2 separate regions of the Sus scrofa genome follow, and region 2 is linked to region 1. A link is a contact called in public HiChIP or PLAC-seq data. All regions are on one chromosome and are shown on one strand. Each heading gives the region's core, a stretch centred on a gene start, on an enhancer-like site or on the middle of the called end of the contact. The rest is flanking DNA. Distances are from core to core; before and after follow the strand shown. Region 1 overlaps LOC106506500 (a long non-coding RNA gene). Region 2 has its middle 28 kb from the start of MAP3K1.

What was found. HiChIP or PLAC-seq counts read pairs in DNA pulled down with a chosen protein or histone mark.
Region 2: an H3K27ac HiChIP or PLAC-seq map of alveolar macrophages shows a contact between it and region 1. The contact joins two enhancer-like sites. A contact is called at or near these places in 3 of 47 Hi-C or Micro-C datasets (embryonic fibroblasts, epiblast stem cells and fibroblasts) and 1 of 2 datasets of contacts at active chromatin or transcription factors (alveolar macrophages).

Annotation. Positions count from the first base shown.
Region 1 is chr16:35,701,287-35,705,267 of Sscrofa11.1, forward strand. LOC106506500 (a long non-coding RNA gene) reads right to left here. Exons shown (of 6, transcript XR_002339583.1): 2 at 3,969-3,981; 3 at 2,946-3,342; 4 at 301-479. Among named protein-coding and RNA genes, the nearest start is that of ANKRD55, 44 kb to the left of the region's middle. Within about 2 kb of position 1,680, at least 12 of the 83 cell types and tissues checked have an H3K27ac peak or open chromatin away from gene starts, as enhancers often do. A contact at or near this core is called in alveolar macrophages, where this site is marked.
Region 2 is chr16:35,841,827-35,845,830 of Sscrofa11.1, forward strand. No RefSeq gene overlaps it. Among named protein-coding and RNA genes, the nearest start is that of MAP3K1, 28 kb to the right of the region's middle. Within about 2 kb of position 1,500, at least 5 of the 83 cell types and tissues checked have an H3K27ac peak or open chromatin away from gene starts, as enhancers often do. A contact at or near this core is called in alveolar macrophages, where this site is marked.

The DNA of each region.
Region 1 (3,981 bases), core at 430-2,929:
TTAAGTTTTGCTCGGAAGATAAACAAAGAGTTTAGGAAACTTCAACATTTATAACATGATTTTTTTTTTTTTTCCATATGCCTAGAAAACTGAATAAGGAGAAAACAATTTACAGTATAGAAGGAGATTTAGATAAAGCATTGGAATGCATTTGTTTTAATGAAGCAGTGTGGAGGCAGAGTAATGGTTCAATGACCCTTGGGTAGTCCTGGGCTATGTGACCTGTGTAGGGTCACCTCCCCGCCCCACCCTGCCCGGCCGCACCTTGAGAGCTGTGCCAATCCACAGAAGCACTCATACCTTCCCAGCAGAAGTGGCTCTCCTTCAAGGAGGTTCACAGAGATTATCATCTGTAATCAGGATTCTGAACAAGAACTTCATGAACTGCTCTGCTCGTGACCCAGGTTGGGAAAGAGGGCCAAGCCTGCCTGCTAGCATCAGTGGCAAACAGTGATGATAAAGGCTGTGGCCTGAAGGTTCTGAAGAAGAACAAATAAGCACACATCAAACTGTTATGTTAGATAGACACTGGCTTAGAATTTGAGGGCAACCAAGATAACTCCCAAACTCTCTCCTAGGAAAACAATGCGGTTCTAGGGAAAGCATTTAATTCTAAGGATTAAATGAGATTATAAATATATGTGATATAAATAATAGGAATATATATACATACATATATGTGTCTGTGTATATATACATACATATATACACATACATATACGTGTACACATACACACACACACATACTGGTGTGGTATTCTGTATGTATTACATGTATACATATGATTTCAGAGGCACCAAGGTAATCCCCCAAATCTCTCTCCCACCAACTAGAGAAGCAATGTAGTATGGTGAAGAGAGGATAACGTAAAACAGTGGTAAGTACAATACAGGCAATAAAAACAATACCAGCTAGACATAACTAATGATATACATTCCAGGTCATTTGTAAATCTGTCCTAGGTCAAAGATGGCAGAGAACAGTTTTCAAGAATGCAAAGAACAGCTCATAAAATTCTTGAAAATTGAACAATCAGCTCACAAGGCCAGATCCAGCACACCCCAGGTTCCCTTCATTCCTGAGGTCCAGCTATATTATTATCACCCTGATTTAAGCAGCTGACAAATGCCCTCCTCTGTCCCATCTACAGATATCAAGTTGCTTTCCAGTCACCTGCAATCAAAAGAATATTGACTTATTAAAGAGATTCCCACCAGCTAGAGTGGAAAGGGATTACTTCACATAAGAGGCAAGGTTTAAGCCACTACATCTGAAGACAAATATTACAGCTTTCCCAGATGTTGCAGGTGTTGTTTTCTTTCTTTCTTTTTTTTCTTTAATTGAGCTTCCCACCTTGTTAAATAGAATTTTCAGCTGTGGAAAATCTAGCCATGCCATGCAATGGTCCCTTTAAATGTCTGCCCTAGATGAAGAATGTTTAATCAGCTGAGTGAAGCCTGCAGGCCCCACAGGAGCTCGGGAGGATGTTCACAGCTCACAACCACTCCTGCCTGTTCCCAGGAGCCCCAGCATCACTTTGTGAAACCACACAGGGTGGAGCCCAGCTTTTCCCTAGAGAGGAAGTGGCTGCCGGAATGCCAGATGTGCCATTCCCACAGCAGCTGGTGGAGGGCCCGTCTCTCCTAGGGTGAGGAGCAGCTTCTGCAGAGACCAAGCCCCGGAAGTTTGCAAAGTTTCCACAGGCTGGGGAGAACCCAAGCTGTGCGGGGCCCCAGGCAACACAGGATGAGAAACAGAACATTATTCAGGGCTGATGCTCCCACCCATCTCCTTTGTTTCCTTCCACCAGTGTTTGGAAAACCTGTTTAAAGAGTTATTCCAAGTGTTTTTTCAAGCCTCTAATCTGTCTTCAAAAATATCCTTGAAGAGGAAACAAAGATTGTTTGCTAGCAGTTGACGAGGGTGGAAATGGCCAGGAAAAGTCGTTCCAACACACCTAGGCTAAAGCCACAAATTAGGGCTGGCAGGGCTTGGACAGAAACCAGCTGGGTCGATTGGTCTGTTGTGCTCTGTGTGTCCTGCAGCTTTTAAAACAAGGGGCAGCTGAAGTCCCCAGCATTTTGTGAAAGTTGGGGGTGGGAAGATGAGAGCAGAGGCGAAATGAGGGGGAGCAAAAGCAGAGATGCTATAGATGGTTGGTAGAAGGGAGACAGCTAGATGTGGGGAAGCAGTAGGGAAACAGTGCAGTTCGTCTGAAATCTTGTTTAAGGTACATTTTCTCAGGGGTGGGGTGGGCAGCGGGTGGGCTGAACCCTTCAGCTGTGCATCCAAAGTTGATTTAAAAACCTGAAATTTTCTGTAATTGGACCTCATTAATAAATTCCTCAGGGTTCCAGGAGGTTCTGAAGAGGTAGAAAAAGTGTTTGGAGAGACGAGAGCAACAGGAGGTTGTAAGATCCCAGGCTGAAGAGTTAATTTGATTTAATCAGCTTGGGGAAAGTCTGCATTCACAACAACCCCCAGGACACACTGAGCCCTCCTGCCCTCTTCAGCAAGGCAAGATTTTCTCTCATTCACTTCTTCCTACTTTTTAACCCTTTTTTCCAACCTGGGTAACTAGCTGCCCCACATGTTCTGCAAGCCAACTGTTAGGAACCAATGCCCCTCTCCTCTACAGAACCTTCGCTGTTCTACAGTAGGTGTGATTCCCGCAGCTGAGCAGGGAAGGCTGCCACATCCCAGCCTCCTCTGTCTATTCCTGTCCACCCCCGCCCACCACTGCCAAGCCCTGCCCTGCCCTGCCCCACCCCACTCTTCTCTCCTCCCACCTTTATTCCCACCCCTACTCTTGGTTGTTAGCTTGACCCCAAATTCGCATGTAATCCCAAACATTAAATTGAGACAGTAGCATTGGTTTGTTGCCATACCAAATCTGGAGTGGTTTGTAAATGACAAGCCTGCTTGGTTTGGGTTTGTAATATACCTTTGCTTTTTCCTCCAGTAGAAGTGAGCCTGAGATGCAAAATGTCCAAAGGTCAGATACCTGGGGGGAAAAACAGAAGTGAAGGGTGATACCCAGACTGGGAAGTCAGCTTCTGAACAGGAAAGGCCAAGGATCAAATGCAGGATTTTGCCAGGGCTCCAAATGGCTCATTCTCACAGCATCTATCAAATTTTCCTGCCTTTTCAGGGCATTTCAGGAAGAAGTGGCATCCAGTAAAACCAGCATGGAATGGGAATAAAAATAACAACTTCCTCTCTCAAGGATCATCAACTTCCATCCCCAAAGCCCCCGAGGTCAGTGGTTTTCAGAGCAAGACTCATCCCTGGTCAAGGTCACAGTGGCTTCTACGGATTGCATTTTTTTTTCATTGTCCAGGCTAGGATTAAGGATAGACATAGAGGGAGCAGAGAGGAAGGGTTAGATCATCAGAGGTGGTAGAACCTAGAAAGTGGTCAACCCACACCTGCAGTTAACCTCCTCACTGCACCCCACCCAGCCCACATCCCAAGTCAGATTTGGAAGCTTGAGAGCAGACTGCCTCCTTCACTTCCTACTTAGCTTCTATTCTCCTCTTGCCTTGCCGGGCTGCATCTGGGGATGTTCTTTCCTTCCAACTCTTCACCCTCCCTACTATAACATCCTCTTACCCCACCCCAATGTAGGACAAAAGAAGTTTCTTTTCTTTTTTGGGCTGCATTTGAGGCATATGGCAGTTTCAAGTTAGCAGTCAAATCGGAGCTGCAGCTGCTGGCCACAGCTACAGCAACACAGGATCCAAACCATGTCTGTGACTTGCTTGTGGCAACACTGGGTACTTAACACACTGAATGAGGCCAGGGATCAAACCCACATCCTCACGGACATTATGTCAGCTTCTTAACCTGATGAACCACAGTGGGAACTCCAAAAGAAGTTTCTTTGCACTGCTCTTTTTTATGATTCCAGAGAAATCCTAGTGCAATGCTACCATCCTAGTGAATCTGTAGCTGAGCTGTATCTCACCCTCTCCTTGAAG
Region 2 (4,004 bases), core at 250-2,749, 140 kb after region 1:
TAAGAAGATATTGCACCTGTCAGGTCTTCTGACCAAAGCAAAAAGATTTAATGGACAGTAAGTAAATAAGGTTTACTTAGTATGTAGTCTGTGACTAGACCTTTTATGATTGAGTTGCTTTGACCGTAAGTATACCGTAAGCTTTCTCTGCTTATTATCCCTATCTATTTAATTAAAGTAGTACTTTAATTTGTTTTCTAATAATGTTTACATTTGACTCTGGGATTCATTTTATGCATTTTATTTGTTGATGTAATCAAGACCAGCCAACTTTCATTTATAGAATAAATAATAGAAAGATAAAATTTTTAAGTAAAAAAGAGGACAGGTCTGTTAAGTATGCTTTAAGTCTTATGATTTAGTCTTAGTTAAAAGTTGTTGCAACAAATATCAAGTAAAAAAAAAAAATCCCAGAGATCTCTAGTTCTGGTTTATCAGCACAAACCTTGGAAAATCACCTAATTGATTTCCTCACTAAATCCCTCATCTATAAAATAGGTTGAAAATTAAGTTTTCTCAAAGCATTAATGCCAAAGAATGTTAAGAAAATATATTGGTGTCTCTACATAAGTGGTTCTCAAGAGTTGTCCCAGGTGATGCCTATATGGCTAGTATGAATCCAAGGTCAGCAGCCCAGCCTCACCTGAGAACCTATTTGAGAAATTCTCAGATCCTGCCCAAGACCCACTGAATCCAAAACTCTGGGGGTGGGGTCTGGGAATTTAAGATTTTAACCAGTCCTCGGATAAATCTGATATATGTTTAAAATGTTAGAACCCCTGCTCTCTCTGTAAAGTGCAATAACAATTATTCTTAATCAGACATTCCTAATTTTAAAGAACTTTTATAATTAAGTTACATAAGTTCATAGGGCTTGTGTGGTACAAAGGTTTTTTTTAACAATAAAAAAGCAATTTAAACTGGTTCTGGATTTCCCGTTGTGGTGCAGTGGAAATGAATCTGACTAGTAACCATGAGGTTGCAGCTTCCATCCCTGGCTTACCCCTAGCCTGGGAACCGCCATATGCCCTGGGTGCAGCCCTAAAAAGCAAAAAAAAAAAAAATTGGTTCTAAGAACAAGGAGGACTGCTATCCTGGGGAATCTCTCATATTATAACACTTAGAAATGCATAACTCAAAACTAAGCTCCAAAGAAAGAACAGCAAATCTCAAGACGTAAAACGGGATGTGGGAACCCACAAGCAGAAGAACAGTGAGCAAAGGGGATGCTGTCCCAGGGGCTGGGGGTTATTGCCACACGGGGACAGAGATGTAGCCTGGACCCAATGAGGAAGGAATCTAAAACGAAGACTCCTTCATAAAGCGCACACACACACCGAGTGAAAGGAGAATTAGAAAAACTTTGCTCTCTGCCCAAGGAAGCTGGTCTCTTCCTCAGTCTCTGAGCAGAAAAAAAGAGATTCTCTAGTAGATTTCAGTCCCCAGTGGAATGTGGATTCTGATTTAACACCACTACAGGATGTGGAGATCCCAAAGTGAAACACCGGAAACTCCCGGGATCAGCGGAAGTAAAAATGAAACCTCCCCGCAGGGATGGTTCCACAGCCCGGGGTAGCAGACTGTCACCAGAAGACAAAGAGTGAAAAGGCAAGTGGGGAAAAAAAAAAAGACATTTCCAAATAAGGAAGGACAATCTACCATCCAAAAGACCCTGGCTGAAGGAGTCACTAACGATTGTACCTCAGTGAAAAGGAAATTAAACCCAGAAAGAATTTCTTACAACTCCACAATAAAATGATAACCCAAGGAGTTCCCATTGTGGCTCAGTGGATTACAAACCCGACTAGTACCCATGAGGAGGAGGGTTTGATCCCTGGCCTCACTCAGTGGGTTAAGGATCCAGTATTGCTCTGAGCTGTGGTGTAGGTCACAGACAAGGCTCAGATCCTGCATTGCTGTGGCTGCAGTGCAAGCCGGCAGCTACAGCTCCTATTCAACCTCTTGCCTGGGAACTTTCATGTGTTGCAAGTGTGGCCCTTAAAAGCCAAAAAAAAAAAAAAAAAAAAAAAAAAAGGGAAAGAAAGAAATATTATATAGCCATAAAAAGGAATGAAGTACGTACTGATTTGTGCTGCAACGTAGATAAATTTCATTATGGCAAGTGAAAGAAGTGGGACACACAAGGCCACACACTTTATGATTCCACTTATGTAAAATGTCCAGAAGAGGCAAATCCATAGAAACAGAAAGCAGACTTGTGGTTACCAAGGGCTGGGCAGAGGGAAGATGGGCAGTGACTCTTCCATGGGTACAGAGTTTGGTGTAAGATAAAAATATGGTAAAATTGGAGTTCCCATCATTGCTCAGCAGTAACAAACCTATTATTCATGAGGACGCAGGTTTGATACCTGGCCTCACTCAGTGGGTTAAGGATCCAGCGTCGCCGTGAGCTGCAGTGTAGGTCTCAGACATGGCTTTTGGAACCCACTGCCTGTGGCATAGGCTGGCAGCTACAGCTCCCATTCAGTTCTGAACTTCCATATGCCATATGCCACAAGTGTGGCCCAAAAAAGCTATATATATATATAAAATATATATTATATATGTATGTATATGTGTGTGTATACATATAGTAAAATTTATTGTGGTGATGGTTGCCCAACTCAGTGTACTAAAAACCAAAGAATTGTCCACTTTAAATGGGTGAACTGTATGGTATGTTAACTCTATCTCCCTAAGGCTGTTATAAAAAAGACATGAGTTAAAACAATACTATCCATTTATAGGAACATATCAGATGTAACTATCCACCTTATGCACATCAAATGTGTCAGGAGGTTGGCTGTAAGAGTTCCCAGGAGATGTGCAAGCAGCTCCCAGCACTTTGGTTCTCCAGCCTCAGCCTGCTTACCCCAAGCTGTCCCCTGTTTACAGTCTTGGTTCACAACTTTAAAGACATGTAAATACTCAAATAGTTTTGACCTAGTTTGGTCTTAACATTGGAGCAAGGGAACCCTCTTGCCCAACTGGTCTGTGACTTGTCTGACCTTCAGTGTTTCTTGATTGAACAGTGAAATTTTCACATACCAAATTTTCTTCTACAACGATTTCTTCCTTTTATGAAAGAATTACATTTATTTAGATTGCACCACTGATCATGCATTGCCTCTGTATGCTTTTATGTTGTTTTCTTATGTTGCAAATATATGCTTTAATGTACTTAAGCCTTTTCTTCCTGACCAAATTATAAATCCTTAAGGGCCAAACTTTTATGCTTTAAAAAAACAAAAACAAAAACAAAACTCCACACAGTAACTGTAACTATTCTTTTCAATAACAAGGACTCAATAACATTGATTAATTGACAGATTGATTGATGGTATTCCTTGATTTACTAAATTTATTTGGAGACACATCAAAGAAGTATTTTTTAATAGAAAGGTCTCAGGTGGGTATTTCCTATTGTAGCTCTGTGTGATTTTAAATATCAGATTTTTAGATTAATGTGAATTTTAACTGATATTTTTCATGTCTTCACATAACAGGAAAACAGGTGACTTATGATTTGTAATATAACTGGACATTTCACCCATTACCTCATTGGATATTGCACAGAATGTCATAGATAGTCCCTGCTTTCAACAAGCTTGCTAAGTTTATAAACATATAAAGACCTTTGGTAAGATTGCATGGGCTTGAGATGGATTGGTTTAAAGCCATACCCATTGTCACAATTAACTTTATTTTTGAAACCCAAAAGTGCATATTTCTACATGACCTTTATTTGCAGAAATCTGTAGCACTGGCTGGGAAAGGCATTTCGTCAATCTTATTTCAGTAATTGCAAACACAACAAAGGCAGTCCTGAAGCTGAAGAGTATAGCTTTTTCAAAAAGGGTTCATGTAGCATATTCAGAAGGTCGTAGGTCCAAATTCCACTGATGTCTAGCATTCTTGTTTTGTGGCAGAGGATGGCAGAGTGTAAATGAACATCTCAACGTTAGGCTTCAGCCCCGTGGTGCTTATTCAACTACTTGAGTGTT